Regions from separate parts of the Mus musculus genome. Here region 2 is linked to region 1. A link is a contact called in public promoter capture Hi-C data. All regions are on one chromosome and are shown on one strand. The core of a region is the stretch at or near the end of the contact, and the rest is flanking DNA. Distances in the headings are between cores, read along the strand shown.

Region 1 (3,993 bases), core at 930-3,429:
TGCTTACACCTGCTTATACACACATGTGCACACATTACACTGAGCAGCCACAAATGACGGAGGTCATATGGTTTTTGTTTTTCTGAATTTTTATCATCCTGCTTATATTTTCCAGATCCATCATTTTACTACAAATTCCATGAATTTGTTTTTCTTTACATCTGAATAAAATTACATTGTGTATATGCACCACATTTTCTTTATTCATTCATCAGTTTATCTAGCCAGTCATCAGCCTGTATCCATTTCCTTGTTATTGTAAATAGGGTATCGATAAATCTAGTTGTACACTATGCTCTGGTGGGATATAAAGACCTTTGGGCGTATGCTCAGGATTGGTGTAGCTGGGTCATATGGTAGTGTTTTCTTTTTGAGAAGTCTCAGTACTGATTTCCATAAGGGCCATACTTGTTTGCACTCATGCCGTCAATGGATGAGGGTTCTCTTTCCTCACATCTGTTGCAGAATTTTCCCTGTCCAATTACATTAGTGCAGAAGAGGTCTGTGATTGGACAGGGAAAAGGGAGGCGGAGCTAGGAGTTGCAGAGAGACAGAAAATGTCTCAGAGGAGAGGAGATGGCTGCAGACGGGAACCCGCGTGGTGTTTACCAGCCACAAGTAGCTATGATTTCACAGGGTTAGAAATATTGGGATAAAGCTTTTATCGTTATCAATTGATTCTGAAATTACTGTATTGGCATCTTGTAAATTGTGATTTTATTGATACATACATAAATCTGATTGGTTAATTAAGCTTTAAGGGTCTTGATTTTACTGGATTAGTGGCTATTGTGATATGTAACCGCGAGGTTGGCGGTTCCATTTAGTTACTGGAATGTGGGTTTATGGCTTGAGGAAGTCCTAGCAGCACCAGGGACAAGTGAACGGGAGCTAGCCCAGGAGAGGTGGTGGTGGTGGTGGCGGGAGCACAGGAGTGTGGTATGACCCTGCCGAGAGTTGGTGGGTTCATTTTTTAAATATTTCCCTCAACACACACCCTCATTTGGACATTTATGAAAATGTCGTCTCTACCAGTTTATGCTAAACTGCAGCCACGAACTTCCCACTACTTCTTAGCCCCGAATCCTTCTGCTTTTCCTTCAAGCCCTCAACACTCACAGGCATACCACATCCTTGATCATGTTCCCTCTTCCAATACTACAGTGGAATCCACGGGTGCAGGCGTTTCTGTGCCTTGTGTTTGTACATACACAGTGCCTTAATCATGTCTGCAACACATGAGTATAACATATATGCAGATCCACAAGGTTTCATGTAGAACAAGCTAACTTCAAACTGGCTCTGTAGCCAAGAACGACCTTGACTTTTCTTACCACTCTGACAAAGGAGCTACATCCTTAGCTCCAAATGCTAACTACATCCTTTTGGAACTCAGATCTACAGCTAAAGCTGCCCACTGTCTGCACAGAGTGTGCTTATAGTTACTATTTCCTGGGCTGTGACCAGTATGACAGATATAAAGACACCAAGTTCCAGAGAATCATTTCTTTCAAGATGAGCTACCTGGACTCTTGGATACAAGGGGCTCTTCGAGGGTCAAAAGAAGTCAAGAAAACATGACAGGATGGTGCTAAGCTAAGCGGGGCTCTAACCTCCAATATGCCACATCCAAGGAAAGACTGCTGATGAAGCCCCTGGAGAACCCTGGGACTTGGGGGTCAGGCTATGTGTTACTTGTGCTGTGCCCACTGTGAAGTCCCTAGGGCAAGAACTGATTAGTTGCCATGTGTCTAAGGTGACATTAGACAGCTACTTCTCACTGTTGTCTTGCTCTCTCCTTGGCCACCCAGAGACCTCTCTTTTTTACATACAAGTCCTTATCATCATTAGATGCTTTGTTGGAGGCTCTTGATTCATGCTCCACCTGCCAAAGCTTTAGAAATATGTGGGCTTGGGGGAGGGGGTTTGGAGCAGAAGAATCATGTAAAGCTACCAGAATCCTCAGTGCCAGAATGTCCTCAGAAAATAAATACTGAATGGATGAATTATGTGTGGCAGGCTGAGATACAGGAAGGATGCCACACTGATGGTGGAGTTTCAGACAAGCTATAAGAAAAGGAGGTGGGGACCTCCTGAAGCTGTTTAGAAGGACATGGGCACAGGAGCAGGAACCTCCCCTTCCTGGCACTGTTGAGGTGATGGGTGGTCCCCAGCCCACACACTGATGTTCAATGGGGCAACAGCAGGTGGTGGCTCATTTTCCCAAAGACTGGTAGGCCTGACAGCTGCTCTGATCTCCTTGTTATTTCTGCCTGGCAGGGAGGAAAGCAGAAGGTGAATTGGGAGGGCAAGGAGCCAGGCTGCACGGGCTGCCTGTGAGAAAATGAGATGTCTGCTGGAGAGGATGAATTCATAAAAGGAACAGACCCTCCTGACCAGGCCCCATTCCTGGTGTGGGAGGTTTTTCCATAGACGTGGCTTCTTAAGGGCGCACTATGGGGTTGCTATGGAGGAGTGGACACATGCGTGTGGGAGCTACTTGCTTATGACAGAGAGAGCCAAATGCCTTTTTTGGGGACCCAGAGGCAAGTCAAGGATAGCCTACTCTCCTTAATTCAATAATACACACTATGAGTCATGAGGCCTCTTACTTCAGCAGGCATCTGTTTGGTAGGCAGGGGAGAAGTCTGATAGTGGGAATGCACCACTGTACTAGTTAGTTTCAAAGCTGCTGCTGTAAATATATATCTATCTCTATCTCTCTATCTCTCTATCTCTCTATCTATCTATCTATCTATCTATCTATCTATCTATCTATCTACCTACCTACCTACCTACCTACCTATCTATCTATCTATCTATCTATCTATCTATCTATCTATCTATCTATCTATCTATCTATCTATCTTACTAACCCAAAAGCAACATGGGGAGGAAAGGGTTTTCATGGCTCACAATTCCAGGGTACGGTCAATGACTTTTCTGGGAGTCAAGGTGGGATTCAGGCAGCTATTCACATTAGATGCATAGGCAAGAACAGGAGCTTGCTACTTTCCTGTTGCTGCCATGAAGCATGGTGATCAAGGCAGTTTATTGAAGAGTTCATTTTGGCTTATGACCCCAGAAGTAGAACATGGAAGAAGTCCATCCAGGTAGGGAAACATGGCAGCAAGAGGCAGCAGCAATGGAACCTCAAACAAGAAGCTGGGCGCTCACACCCTGAACCACAAGCGAGAAGCAAAGAGAGCAAACTGGAAGTAAGCAAGGTTCCTGATCTCCCTGAAGGCTTCTCTTAGTTTGGGTTTCATTGCTGTGAAGACACAGCATGACCAAGACAAACTCTTCTACGGCAAGCACTTGATTGGGGCTGGCTTATACTTTCAGAGGTTCAGTCCATTATCAGAATGGTGGTGGGAGCATGGCATTGTGCAGGCAGACATGGCACTGGAGGTTTTACGTCTTGATACACAGGCACCCAGGAGGAGGGTCTCATCTGCACCTGGTGCAGCCTGAGCATAGGAGGAGACTTCAAAGCCTGCCTACACAGTGACACACTTCCTCCAACAAGGCCACACCTCCTGATAATGCCACTTCCCATGGGCCAAGCGTATTTCAACCACCACAAGGTTGTAGGACCTAAACCTCCCCAAACAGTTTCACCACCTGGAGACCAGGTTTTCAAATGCTTCATCTTATGAGCGGACATTTCTTATACAAACCAACACAAGCAAAGAAACCAGTGCACGCTGCCTGCTTGTGCTTCTGATCCAAGAGCTTTCTTCCCATTGTATACAGGAAACAGTGCTGCCCACACGCAGGATGGGTCTCTCCACCCGCACTTGGCAATAAAGACAATCCTCCTCCATAGGCCAGCCTCATCTAAGGAATTCTTCATTGTGACTCTCTTCCCGAGTGCTTCTAGGTTGTGTTTTGTTTTGTTTTGTTTTGTTTTACAACTTCCTAGCACACCTTGGGTTATGTGGTTCTGGGGATCAAATCCATGGCTTTGTACATGCAAGGCACACAATCTAC
Region 2 (3,993 bases), core at 1,085-3,584, 670 kb before region 1:
TCCGCTGTGTATATCCACGCCACGCTTACCTTCTCATCTGATGATGGATAGCTACACTGGCTACTGTGATAATACAGAATGAGAACAGATGTGCACACATTTCTGTGCTGTGCTTAGATTCCTCCAGATACCTAGCCAGGGCTGGCATAGATGGGTAATATTGTTATTCTAGTTTCTGTTTAGGAACCATAATACTGATTTCCATAATGAATAAAAATTCTTTTTGAGATGAAGTCTTGTTTTTGTGTGGCCCAGGCTGGCCTTGAAGTCATAATCATCTTGCCCCTGCCTCGTAAGTGTTATGTCTTTAGATGTGTGACACCATGGCCAGAATAACGCACTGTCAGTGCTTGGCTGGGTGTCCTTGGGCGTGAGCCCTTTCGGGCTCGAAGTTTCATTGTCTTTAAAGTGAAGAGAGAGACTGGGGGAGGTCTCTCCAAGGGTGACCCGTGACCTCCTCAATTCCATCCTACCATACCCAAGGGGGGCAAACAGAAAGCTGGGCTTTTTACTGCTGTTTCTTAGCAGGTTATTTTAGCCTTCACAACATCAGAGAGACTTTCTAGAGATTTGTCTGGGAAATATGCAAAAACCGTCTACAGATATGTCTACTGTGAAGAACCAGAAACTATCTAAATATTCAAGAGCAGATCGACTGAATTGTCTTGAGTATATTTACAGGATGCAACAGTGACAGTTGGAAATGGCGTTACAGAATTGTGATATGAAAAAAAGCAGTTATTCTAAAAAGTTAAAAAAAAAAAAAACACAAGGCCAACCACAGTACTTAAGACCAACAAGATGTTGCTCTACGGTAGGATGCTTGCCCAGTATGCTTGAGATTCTGGGCTTGAGTCCTGGTACTACAAGCCACAAACCAACCAACACCTCTTCCTTCACAACACACATACACACTTCATCAAAATGATAAAAACCCCATAGTGGTACATATGCAGAAAAAGCACGCAGAGATATCATACGGAGACTTGGTTCTCTTAAAGTGGCAGGATAAACGTAATTTCTACTTTCTTCTTCATGTTTTCTAGCATTTCTAGAACTAGTGTGTGTGTGTGTGTGTGTGTGTGTGTGTGTGTGTGTGTGTGTGTGTGTGTGTGTTTGTGTGTGTGCAATGAAAGAAAGAACAACCAGGTCTGGTGGCACCTGCCATTAATCCAAGGACTCAAAAGGCAGAGGCAGGCGCATCTCTGAGTTCAAGGCCAGCCCGGTCTACATGGAGAGACCCTGCCTCAAAGAAAGAAGGAAAGAAAATAAGAAATGAAGGTAGGAAGGGAAGCAGGAGGGAGGGAAGGAGAAGGGAGGGGGAGAGAGGGGGGAATGTCAAATGAAGTCTCCAAATTATCTTAGATGAAGCAACAGAGACACAATCATTTACTTTTTGAGTCATCTCTCATTGCTCAGGCTATCTGAGGCCCTGGAGCAGAGACACTGATCTTCTTGTGTTCCTATCACTCAGGGGAGCACTTGCTCTGTGAGCCATGACCAGTGCCCACAGACTTGAGGTTTGAAAGCCTCATCCCACCCCACTGTCTCGCAAGGGACCCGAGCTTGTACGGGACACTGTCCCGATGTGCCCCGCAGCATACCTGCAGGCTGGTGGCCTCCTCTGCCCACCAGGCCTCGAACTCTTTCTGCAGCTTGACCTTGGCTTTGTCCATGAGCAGCTGCAGGTGCTCTATCTCCACCTTCAGGGCCTTCAGGTGCATAAAGGCCGTTTTGTACCTGCAGTGGCATGCATTAGAGGAGCTGCAGTGAGATGATGCCTGTACAGCGTGGGTGGGGGAGGCTGCAAGGGGGGAGGGTCTGTGCCCCAGAGGCCTGGCAGAGATGCCCTGGTGAGAGATCAGAGTGGACCACTTTTTGGCTCACTAGGCACAGGGGACCTTCTCCAAGAATAAGAAGTCCTTTTCACTGAACGTGGACTAAGGAGAAGCGTGACGCTTGGTCTTCAGTGTCAGCACGGCTAGATCCCGAGTCACCTAGGAGACGTACCTCTGTAAGGGCTTGGGAGGCTGTTTCCAGAGACCTTTAATGGAGCATGGCTGATGTACCCTGAAGTGGGCAGCACCAGCCCAGGGACTCGAACTCTGGGCAGAGTAAAAGATTAGACAGGCCGAGCATCCATCTTTTGCTCTCTGACTGCAGAGTGTGTGACCTCGTGTTCCTGCCCAGGCCTTCTACGCCCTGATGGAGGGTACCCTTAGACCACGGGAAGAAAGAAACGTTTTTCTCAAGCTGTATTTGCAGTTGCTTTTCACAGCCACGAGGGAAGGAGCTGATGCTGCGAGGGGCAGATGGACAGCCGGGGGAAAACAACAATGGCGCTGGCAGATGGCACAGGGGTGTGGGCAACACTCATGCCTTTGCCGTGAAGCCGTGAGGGAGTGGGGCGCTGTGTGGTGAGTGCGTGTGCATGTGCGTGTGCATGTGTGCGTGTGTGTGCGTGTGTGTGTGCATGTGTGCCTGTGTGCCTGTGTGCCTGTGTGTGTGTTGGGGGGGGGGTTTGCAGTGATGTCACCAGTAACGTGAGGCAGGAAACTGACTTGTTTAGGACCTCCAGCCTTGACATAGAGGATAAATGAATGAATGAGCTCTGCTGCCTGACCCAAGCCTGTGTCTCCTCACCCTGTAAGTAAAATCACTTCGGACCTCTTGATAGCTGGGTGAAGATCTGAGGTTTGCGAGAGCCAGGTTAAGCTTTGATAAAGCCGTGGAGTGAAGCCCACCATGGGCTTCCTGGTTCCTTCAGAGCACTGGTTCTTAATCTTTCTAAGGCTGGGACCCTGTAGTACAGTTCCTCAGGTTGTGGTGACCCCCAAGCATACAATTAGCTACTTCATAACCGAGGCCAGTGTATCAAACCCTTCACCCACTGAGCCACCCCACCAGCTCCAACCTTTCTGGTGGATAAAAATTTGCTTTCTGTTCAGAGACTTGCTGTGGCTGGCAGCTAGATGCTGCGCGGGAGAACATGTTTCATTGCTACTCTTATGAATCATAAATATCCACTATAAAAGGTAAATATCTGATATGCAGGATATCGGATATGCAGGATATCTGACAGGTGGCCCTTGTGGGCGTCGCACTGCCAGGTTGAGAGGCACTGCTGTAGAGGGCACTCGCTGGCAGGACAGGACTCTTCCTCATTCAGTACCCCCCTTCCAGGAGTAGGCCTTGCTTAAGGCTACTCCTGCCCTCTCCTGCGGTTTAAGGCTCCAGGCTGGACACCTTTCCTAAGGAGAAGCTGCAGTCCTGGAGGCCCAAGGAGGCTGTGGTCAGACGCAGGCGGTAACAACCAAGCAAGCAAGCAGCTGCTGGCTCACCTGCCCTTCTCCTCCTCCAGCTGTGCTCGCAGTTTCTCCTCCTGGGGGTCAGGCGTGGAGGCTGGGACAGTGTTCTCTGAGATTCCTGGAGGGGTAAGATGCCAGGAGGTTACGGCAACAAAGAAAGGTAGAAGGAAAAAATGGGGAGGGGCCAATAGCAGAGGTCAAGGGCATCCAAAGACAAAAGGGGTCCGGGGAGTTCTTTTGGGGACCTCTGGGTGGCAGCCTTGGCTTGGCTTCAGAGCCGCCCTCCCTCCAGCCCTGGTGTCTGTCACTGGAGGCAGACCTAATGGCACTTCAGTGCGACTGACTGGCGCCTGTGACCTGGCCTGGATGCTGTGCCCTCTGTGAGGGTGCCTGGCTGTAGGCTGGGTGGGGGTGGGGGGCAGGGGGAGCTCCCTTCTAGCTCGTCTGCTAATTCTCCACCCTTCCAGGGCGTCTGCAATTGTTCAATGCTTCTTAGTCACAGCAGAGGATCTTACAGACCCAGCAGAGTGAAGGCCTCCCCCCTACCTGAGCTGCTGCTCTCCACTCTCACCTCTGCCTCCAGTTCATGCCCCCATGAGCCAATGCCCCATATCCCCTCCTGCTCCTCACCCCTCCCCCACCACCCCAGCCCCCAGTACATACCATTGCTCGTGCACCCTCCCTC

The links. Promoter capture Hi-C pulls out the DNA fragments that hold promoters and counts their contacts.
Region 2: a promoter capture Hi-C map of hippocampal neurons shows a contact between it and region 1, with 2.4 times the contacts expected there. The contact joins two enhancer-like sites. A contact is called at or near these places in 1 of 39 promoter capture datasets (hippocampal neurons), 1 of 15 datasets of contacts at CTCF or cohesin (large pre-B cells), 1 of 115 datasets of contacts at active chromatin or transcription factors (embryonic basal ganglia) and 1 of 9 other capture datasets (embryonic stem cells).

The regions. Positions count from the first base shown.
Region 1 is chr17:49,218,252-49,222,244 of GRCm38.p6, reverse strand. No RefSeq gene overlaps it. Among named protein-coding and RNA genes, the nearest start is that of Gm30532, 44 kb to the left of the region's middle. Within about 2 kb of position 2,179, at least 9 of the 459 cell types and tissues checked have an H3K27ac peak or open chromatin away from gene starts, as enhancers often do. A contact at or near this core is called in hippocampal neurons, where this site is marked.
Region 2 is chr17:49,889,437-49,893,429 of GRCm38.p6, reverse strand. It overlaps Kif6 (kinesin family member 6), which reads right to left. Exons shown (of 23, transcript NM_177052.3): 17 at 3,342-3,426; 18 at 1,605-1,740. Among named protein-coding and RNA genes, the nearest start is that of Gm16555, 70 kb to the right of the region's middle. Within about 2 kb of position 2,334, at least 8 of the 459 cell types and tissues checked have an H3K27ac peak or open chromatin away from gene starts, as enhancers often do. A contact at or near this core is called in hippocampal neurons, where this site is marked.